Regions from separate parts of the Oryctolagus cuniculus genome. Here regions 1 and 2 are each linked to region 3. Evidence: chromatin contacts called from public Micro-C data. All regions are on one chromosome and are shown on one strand. Each heading gives the region's core, a stretch centred on a gene start, on an enhancer-like site or on the middle of the called end of the contact. The rest is flanking DNA. Distances are from core to core; before and after follow the strand shown. Region 1 holds the start of RALA (RAS like proto-oncogene A). Region 2 holds the start of SUGCT (succinyl-CoA:glutarate-CoA transferase). Region 3 holds the start of CDK13 (cyclin dependent kinase 13).

What was found. Hi-C and Micro-C count contacts between places; a contact is called where the count stands out from the background.
Region 1: a contact with region 3 is called in a Micro-C map of ear pinna, with 4 times the contacts expected there. The contact joins the promoter of RALA here to the promoter of CDK13 in region 3. A contact is called at or near these places in 3 of 6 Hi-C or Micro-C datasets (ear pinna, skin fibroblasts and an unstated tissue).
Region 2: a Micro-C map of ear pinna shows a contact between it and region 3, with 3 times the contacts expected there. The contact joins the promoter of SUGCT here to the promoter of CDK13 in region 3. A contact is called at or near these places in 3 of 6 Hi-C or Micro-C datasets (ear pinna, psoas muscle and an unstated tissue).

Annotation. Positions count from the first base shown.
Region 1 is chr16:29,738,298-29,741,210 of mOryCun1.1, forward strand. It overlaps RALA (RAS like proto-oncogene A), which reads left to right and starts at 1,410. Exons shown (of 5, transcript XM_002713768.5): 1 at 1,410-1,790.
Region 2 is chr16:30,047,508-30,050,466 of mOryCun1.1, forward strand. SUGCT (succinyl-CoA:glutarate-CoA transferase) reads left to right here and starts at 1,309. Exons shown (of 14, transcript XM_017344447.3): 1 at 1,309-1,543. The coding sequence starts at 1,444. MPLKIP (M-phase specific PLK1 interacting protein) reads right to left here and starts at 1,344. Exons shown (of 3, transcript XM_008261671.4): 1 at 1,226-1,344; 2 at 632-1,135. The coding sequence starts at 970.
Region 3 is chr16:29,884,851-29,887,726 of mOryCun1.1, forward strand. CDK13 (cyclin dependent kinase 13) reads left to right here and starts at 1,395. Exons shown (of 14, transcript XM_070059760.1): 1 at 1,395-2,876. The coding sequence starts at 2,397.

The sequences.
Region 1 (2,913 bases), core at 160-2,659, 150 kb before region 3:
CATACAGCAACTGCCACTAGGTAGCACCACTGGCACTTCAAACTTCCAGGGCCAAAATCAAGCTCCCTTTCTGCAAAAAGAAGTTCCAGAGTCCCTAGCTCGCCCTTATTTCATCCGGTATAGCATACCTTAATCCTACTCCTCCCCTAAAACAAAGTAAGGTCCCTTTATTGCCACTTCCCTTCTCTTACCCAACAGCTTCCTCCAGAAATACATATTCAAGTCGCTGCCTCTCAGGTGAGTCCTTAGATTTTCTCTTCTTCTGCGGTGGCCCTTTGTCTCAAGTTCTCTCCTCGTCCTGCTCCTCCCCTCAAAAAATCCGTTCTCCACCAACAGAACAGTTTAGGTTGAAATTCTGTCCAGGGTCCTTCCTCTACATTGCCTCACCAGAGAATGGAACAGTCATGCTCCATTTGACTCCTGTATGCTTCTTCAACCTCATCTTTTTCAGCAACGCAGCCTTGAACTTTAAGACCTGTAATTACTACTTAAGTCTTTTCAACACACGCTATTTGTCCTGGTGCTACAGTGCATTCTGCCTGGATCCCGATTTGTCATCCGACCCCTGATTTTGTGCTTGGAAATGCTACCTATCTTCTAAACTCCCAGAGTTCACAAAAGCATCCTACTCTTTCCTCTACATTCCTCGATAAAACATACTTCCAAACACAAGTACTTGCTTTCACAACTGCCTTCTAGAATGGGCCTTTCTCGAATGGGTAAGAAAAGCTCCTATTTGGTACTAAAATGGTTTGTGGGGAGATAAGAATCTGCAGCTGCAACCCGGATGTTAGGCAAACGGATTCAAACATACGGAGAAATTTAAATGAAACAACCGATTTAGTCAACTTTTCACTTAAGCTATCAAATCACAGCACCAAAAGGGCTGCAGGATGACCTCAAAGCTACATGAACTTACAGAGGCGCAAGGGGGCCTGAGACCCCTCAGACAGGGCCCGCAGACCATCCGCAGAGGCGAATTTTGCAGGGGTCAACAGTGAGCTAGGAGGCTCAGGCCAGCCCGCGGAGACCCTCCAGCCAGGGCAGGCGCCTGACCACCCTCCTGGGATTCGGCCCACAACGAGCCACGTCGCTGGTTCCACTGGAAAACCCCAGCCAGCGACCCGCGCAGCCTCCCAGTACCCTAAGTCGCCGGGGAAGAAGAGGGCTGCCCCCATTAAAACCAAGATGGCGGCCTCCGCTCTCCCCTTTCTCCCCGGGAACCCCCTCCTAGTCCCCAGAAAAGAGACAAGGACGTCGCGGCGCGACGCCGAGATCCGGGCACCTCCGCCGAGGCCCGCGGCCACTCCCGGGTCCCCGGGAGGTGACTTCGCCTCGCTGGGCGCTGAAAGCCCGGTGGAGGATCGCTCGAAAGGCAGGGCACTCCGCCCTACGCGGCAAGGGGCGGAGGCCAGCCAGCCCGCGCCTCCCAAGCCATTGTTCTTCAGCCCAGGACGGCGATCGCCCTCCTCTCCGCCCGCGGACAGGAAGTCACTCTCCAGCCGGCCCCACCCCGCTCCCCAGCGCCCCGGAAGTGATCTGCGGCGGCTGCTGCAGAGCGGCCAGGAGGAGGGTGGATCTCCCCAGAGCGGAGTGGCAGAGTCGTCCGCTTTCCCCTCCTCCTCCGCCTCCTCCTCCTCCTGCCGCCCAGGCTCCGCCGCCGCCCGTCGGACTCCTCCTGCCGCTCCCGGCGCGGAGCCTCCCAGACAAGGGCCGAGCCCCCTCCGGCCGGAGCCAGCGCGGCCGCGGCTTCAGAAGCCCGCGGGGCTGCGGACCGGCTCGAGGTGCAGGTGAGCGATGCCTGCCCGGGCCACCCCGGGAGGGCCTGGGGGACCGGAGCGGCGGCGGGGGTGTGTCCGGGTGGCGGCGGGCCCAGGCCCAGGCGCAGCGTCCGGCTGCCGAGATTGCACATTCCGGGTTAGAGCTGCGGTACGAGCCTGGGCTGGAATCCTGGGGGCCATGGGTTCGCCGCCGTGCGGGCGAGTGCACCCCCTGGGAGCGAGCGGCGAAGTCCCCCGAGTTGGCCTCGCGCGAAGGTCACCTCGCATCTCTGGCACGCCGCACCGAGGTCCCCGCCCGGGCGGTGCCGGAGACCTGGGGGGACCCTCTGCCGCCGCAGTCCCCGCGCCTCACTGCGCCCCTCTCCTCCTTCCCTTTCTTTCCACTCCTTGCCTGTATCGGAGCAGTTGCCTTTTAAGCGTCTCCGCCAGGGTTTTGTGCCAGTTACAGGGATGGCTTTTTCAGACCGGAGTCATTAGACGCTCCACACCGAACTGAACAGCTGGCCCTGGGCTGTAGCACAGATTTAGCCCACGTTCAGGTAATCAGCCTCTAGGAAGAGGAAGGCAGCGTGGATGTTTGGGGTGGGCGGGTGGTTGTTTGCTCTGTGATTCGTTCCTGAAAGATTTCCAGAAGTGGAAGATGTGATTTGTGTGCTTCAGTCCGAGCAGCCGTGTGTAAGTCGGCGGAGGTGCCGGCGCTCGGGGATGGGCAGTGCCGTTTAAGGTTTAGAGAGATTTAGGGAGTAAACTGGGCTTTGCTTGGAAACCTGAATGTCCAGAACCGTGAGCGCTCACCCAGGTGTCGTAGGGGTAGTGCGAGAACTCCAGTGCCACGCCCTAGGTGTCAAGCTGAAAAGCACCTTGATTTACAAATCGTTGATGGTGGTGGTGGTGGTTGGGGGTGGGCGCACGGTTTATAAAGGCGTGTCCTAAGTGCATTCTTTTCCTGGGAGAAATTACAGCTTTAATCATGTTCCAAAAATTGAATACAAAATTTTTAAAAAGCTTACCGCAGAAGGAATTCCTTTTAGCTTATGTATACTAGTGAATTTAAATTTATCTTATTAACGTATGTTTTTGTCTGTTAATACATTATTATCATAAAATGACTCTTGTGACTTAAATCGTTGTT
Region 2 (2,959 bases), core at 59-2,558, 160 kb after region 3:
ATATTCTTAGCTCCAGGCTCAAAGAGACAGGGTTGGGTCAGCAGACATAAAGTTGGAAAACACCAAGTGGACACAAATTGCATATGAGGAAATCCTGGACCCATCTTTTCTTGTACACAGATGGAAAACTTCCACTACCACCGATTTTCCCTTGAGAGAGAACTTGGAACAGAAGCCAGAATAATAGCTTGAAAAATATATAAATAAATAAATACAGGTAGAAAAGAAAAAAGAAAAGGGGGCTGCTGCAGGAAGATGGCAGCAATCTGAAACTAGGAGAGACTGTATCCTAGGTATCCACTTTTCATTTTTTTTACTGAGCACAGGAGACTAGACTAATTCAGTGAGATAAACTGGTAAGGGCCTCAGACAGGGAGAGGAAACGGAAAATTAGGACAACCTGTGTCTCCGAGTGGCAGTGAACTGGTTAAATACAACAGGACGTACGATTCTGCCACATTTTAGGATAATCTTAAGACAACAACTTTAAGCCTCAGTTTACTCATCTGAAAAATAGGGTAAACAATAGTATCACCTCATAGAGGAGTAAAGAAAAATAGCTCACGTAAAGGGATTAGCAGTACCACGCCTGCCATACAGCAAGAGCTCGGCAAACGCTGGCTATTATTACCTGGGGGTGGGTCTGCTGCTGCCCTGGGGAGTAGCCGAATTGCTGCTGGGACCCCGCGGGGGACTTGGAGTAGGAGCCAGGGTAGCCGCCAGGAGACGGAGACCCGAACCGGCCCCCCGAGAAGCTGCCGCCGTGTCGCGGAGAGTGGCCGCTCCCGTAAGGCCTAGATCGGGGCCCGTACGGCGGCGTGTGGTGCGGGCTCCCGTACCCGTCCCGAGGGGAGGGCGGCCGCGGTCCGCCACCGCCCGGAGTACCCCGGAAGCTGCTCCCGCTACCCCAACTTCCGACACCCGGGCCGGGATAAGGAGGAGTCGGGGGTCGAAAATTCTGTCTGTTCATATCGCGCTGAAGCCGAGCACCTCGCTGCCGCGCTTTCCCACCGGAACTGCACCAGTCGACCCTCCTCTGAGAACTGGTCGTCCTTCACCAAAACAGTTCGCCTGTCGGCAGCGCGCTGCAACACATTGGTTCCGGCATCGAAAGGTTCCGCAAGGGACTGGCGTCCTAAATAAGTCACTGAGTTAAGTGGAGATTGAGTGGACTTAAGTGAAGGCGAGAGGAAGAAAAAAGATAAAGGAAGGGCCAATAACCTACCCCTTTCCTTTAGGCTGTTCAGTCCGGCGGTTCTTGGTCGGACTGACAAGCGAGCCCACACCACCAGGGTGGCAACCCGAGGCGGGGCAAGCTCGGCCCCGCCCCGTACCGCTCCGAGTGGGGCGGGATCGGAGGAGCCCGCGTGCGCCCCCAGTGGCGGCAGAAGACGCCGCGCCGGGTTCTCTCACACCGGGCAGACGCTGTCTGAGAGGAGCGCGATGCTGGCGAAGCTGGCAAGGGTGGTGGTTCTGCCGAGAACCCGCCTCCTGTCCGGCCGGGGCGGCGGGAGGGGGCTGTGGACCGGCCGCCCGCAGTCAGGTACACTCCGACTCTCGGTCCGGGCGGCGACAGGGACCCCTGCCCCAGCTTCCCTCTTGGGGCATCCTGACAGAGCCCGCGCTTTCGTGATGTTGCCCCGAAGCCCACAGTTTGGCTTTTCTCGCCTCCCGGTGCCCTGGCTCTGTGGCCCCGCGGCCAGACTCGCCCGGCTTTCTGGCCGCCTGGTGGTCGCTCTGCCCGGCGCCCGCGGCCCAGGCCAGGCTCGTCCGAGCTAGTCCGGCCCCAACGCGGGTACCCTTGGCGCGCGCCTCTGCACTCTGCCAAGTTGGCATTAACTTTAAACCTGGGCACCCAGCTGCATTTCAGAAAGGACTTCAGCCTGCTGCTTGGAATGACTTAGGGGAGAAGTTGTGCTAACAAAAACTGAACTTTACCCCTTTCAGTTCTTGTTCAGTGGAAGAGGGTTAAGGAGGGGGTTAGGAACAGAGGCACCGATTTATTTAAAATAGCAAAATATGGCCAAAATTCTTGATATATTGTTTTGTAAATTTTTAAGAAAAGTGTGACAATTCAAGAATGATATCTCCTGTTTAATAAAAGACGTCGTAGTACCAGGCACCTGTCCCTGAATTATATTTATAGGATGAAATTTAGATTTACTGGTTTTCTAGAATTTTCTCTACCTTCTCAGAATTTGGGAATGATAGTCTACCATGAATCTGGAAATCAGCTTGTAGGATACAGAATCCTAAAGACCTGTAGGACTCATTAAATCATAGCCTACCGGGAAGTCCAGACCTGTGGTTTTCCTTAAGTCTGCACCCTCCTGCAGCTGCCTCTGCTCCCTGTGTGCTGTAAACGAGTTCTGTGATATGCTCAGCTGAAGAGTGTTGGCATCTTCTCAGCTTCCGTTCTCCTTGATGAATGGAAACACACACAGGTTTTTTGATTGGTTTATTCTGGGAGAATTAAGTTTGCCACAGTTCTTTTCTACTGTGGATTCGACTTGCAATGTCAAAGCAGAGTAATCCCATCAAGACTTGGTGATGCAGTTAAGGAGTAAAGACACCAGCCTGTCCGCTTTATTGTATAGTTCTGCCCCAGTCAAAAATTGGAATATTGTCTTTGATGTTTAGCTTAATGTCTGGCAATTGGGTACTCGGATATTTATTGAATGAGTTAAAGGGTCACATATGTCATATACAGTAATACAAAATTTATGGAAAATGGACTTAAAAGTTTGTTTTTGTCCAATTTTTAAAAAATCCATGCATTCAACGAGTCATCAGAAAGTTCACAAAAAATGTATACTATGAAAAACCTGTGCGTGGATTTCAAAATTTTTTCTGTATGAAAATATGCTTATCTTTTAATTCCATTTTCAACCAACTGTTGGAAATGTCCTAATGGGCAGTGATTCTCACCTTTTGTTTCCTTCAACCAATCTACTTTGGA
Region 3 (2,876 bases), core at 145-2,644:
TAAACCTACTATTATGTTCTCTTTGTTTTGTTGTTCCAGGCTTTTAAAACCAGGGTTATAGGGCAAGTTGATTGACTGGAAAAAGCCACTTGATAACTAGTCTTCAGGAGACTAGCTATAGGACCCTGGCTCATCAATAATGATGAAGAGAAATTTATTTTAGATAGCTTGTCTCCTAAACTTCCCAATGCCCTTATCACTCTTCCCCCCACTGGTTGCACAGAGGGTCCCACTGTGTGATCCACACAGGCCTGCCACTCTGACTTTAAGATCACCTATTGCTTTGCTTCTTACTTTATCCTGCAGCAAACAAACACCCTTTGTATTCTGTCAGTGACGTCTGATTTTAGCTTAGGTAGGTCAAAGCTGATTAAAATTATTTACTCTAAGGGATAATGGATAGACACCAACTGCTTAAGAACTAAGAACCAACTGATGATCTGAACAAATAACCTTGTAAAGGCCAAGCAACCATTGAACAGTTTAGCTTTCCTTCCTAAACAAAAAGCCAGTAAGCCGTTTAGATTCTAATCTAATTATCCCGAATGCTGCAAGAACAATCTTGCTAAAGCAAGAAATGAGAGGAGGTCACTATACGGTTATGCTTGGCAGCCACATTCGCTTAGACACGAAGGCGAAAGTGTGTGCGCGCGGGGTGTGTGTGTGTGTGTGTGTGTGTGTGTGGTGGGGGGGAAGCCATCTGTAAATTCTGGGATTTTCAGCATCCGACAATCAATTTATTCCCTAAACTGATTTAAAGCTTTAAAATTTTTTTCAAGTAAACTTCAGTGTTACCGAAGTACGAGACTGTGACTCCAGTGTTTTTGGGTTGGGATGGATCCTCCAACTTGGCCGTCTGTGAGACAAGTTAAGCTAACGTCATCCCCGCCCTCTTTTGTGGGGCCTCCTCTCCTTCTCTAGCAGTTGTTCCAATCCCGGCGTCTGGCTGAGGGTAGACCGGGGGTGACTGCCCGGTCCAGAAAGCCACCAAACGCACTGCTGCTCTCGGGCTCTCCGGGGATCCTTATTCCCGTCGTGACCTTTTCCACAACAGGCCGGCAGTGCCGCGTCTGCGGAGAGGCGCAGCCAGCACCGCGCGCTAGACGCAAGCAACAGGCACGACAAGCGTGCCACCACCCGGACAGTCGCAGGCGACAGCAGTGGGCGGCGCACGAATCCTCTCCTTTCTTTAACCCTTCTTCACACAGAGTCCCACCCTCACCGGAAGCGAAGCGATCACTACACTACGCCACGTCCGGTGCGGACGGCCGGTCCCTGACGGGAGCGAGCACGCCAGTGCGCGGCAACTTTGTTCCCGCCTCCCTGGCCCCCCGCCACCACTTACCTTCGGCTCTCTCGGAGCGTGACGTGCGTGCGCGCTCCCGGCCTTCCGTCCAGGCCGAGGGGAAAAGCCGAGAGAGCGAGGCGAGAAGGAGGGGTTGTGGAGGTTAGGGCCCAACCAGCAAGTCCTGTCGCCCTCCCTCCTCCTGACGAGGAGCGGGGAGGGAAGGGGAGGAGCGAGCCGGGGCCGGCCGCGCACACCAGGAGCCTCCTCGTGGAGGGGGGGGAGCGGAGGGACGGGGCAGCTCCGCCACCTCTATTCGCGGCGGCGCAGGGAGAAGAAAGTCAGGGCTCGTAGCCACCGCCACAGACTCAGAAACGCCCCCGCCCCCATCTCCCCGGAAACAGCCCCCCGCCCAGCCCCGCACACTCGCTGCCCCGGCGGGGAGCCGCAGCCCGGTGGCCCCCACGTCGCGTCGCCTCGCCTCGCCCCGCCGCCCGTGCCCGCGGGCCGCAGAGTGCGCGAGGCCCTAGGCCGGGAGTTGTTGTCAGGCCCAGGCCACTTCCGAGGCGCCCTCGCTGTGGCGCCGCCACCCCGGGAGGACGACGTCGACGCGGAGGAGCAGGCGGCGGAGGCGTGTTGTTGTCTCGCCCACTCCCCTCCCCTGAACTCGCACCCGACGTCAGGGCGCGATGGAGTGAAGCGGAGAAGAAGGTGGTACTTCCGCGTTGCGCTGCCGGAGCCGAGAGCGCGGCCGAGGCCGCACCCCCACCCGCGGGGGCACTTGGAGGACTCCGGACTCCCCCGCAGGTCAGCGCCCAGCTCATCTGGTGTTTTTGCTGCCGAGAATAGGACCAGGAGCGCGATCGGGAGCTCCGCCGCCCGGATTCCAGCTTCTCCCAGGCCCGGAGGCCGCTGCGTACCCCACCGTGACCTGGAATCCAGGGACCCGAGTCCCGATCCGGATTATCGTGGCGCGTTTCCCGGCCGGCCCTGGTGCTCGGTGTCCCTCCGCCGCCGCCGCCGCCGTTCCCGTTTCCGGCGGGGAAGATGGCTAGGATCTGACCCGGGAGGAGGCCGCACCCGCGCCGCGCTCTGCGGCGGGCTCTAGGCGATGCCGAGCAGCTCCGACACGGCGCTGGGGGGAGGCGGGGGCCTGAGCTGGGCGGAGAAGAAGTTGGAGGAACGCCGCAAGCGGAGGCGATTCCTGTCCCCTCAGCAGCCGCCGCTGCTGTTGCCGCTCCTGCAGCCGCAGCTCCTGCAACCGCCGCCGCCCCCGCCGCCTCTGCTCTTCCTGGCTGCTCCCGGCACGGCCGCCGCCGCAGCCGCCGCCGCCGCGGCCTCCTCCTCTTGCTTCAGCCCGGGCCCCCCTCTGGAGGTCAAGCGGCTGGCGAGAGGCAAGAGGCGCGCAGGAGGGCGGCAGAAGCGGCGCCGCGGGCCCCGCGCCGGGCAGGAGGCGGAGAAGCGTCGGGTCTTCTCGCTGCCCCAGCCGCAGCAGGACGGCGGTGGCGGTGCTAGTAGCGGCGGGGGTGTGACCCCGCTGGTGGAATACGAGGATGTGAGCTCCCAGTCCGAGCAGGGGCTGCTGCTGGGG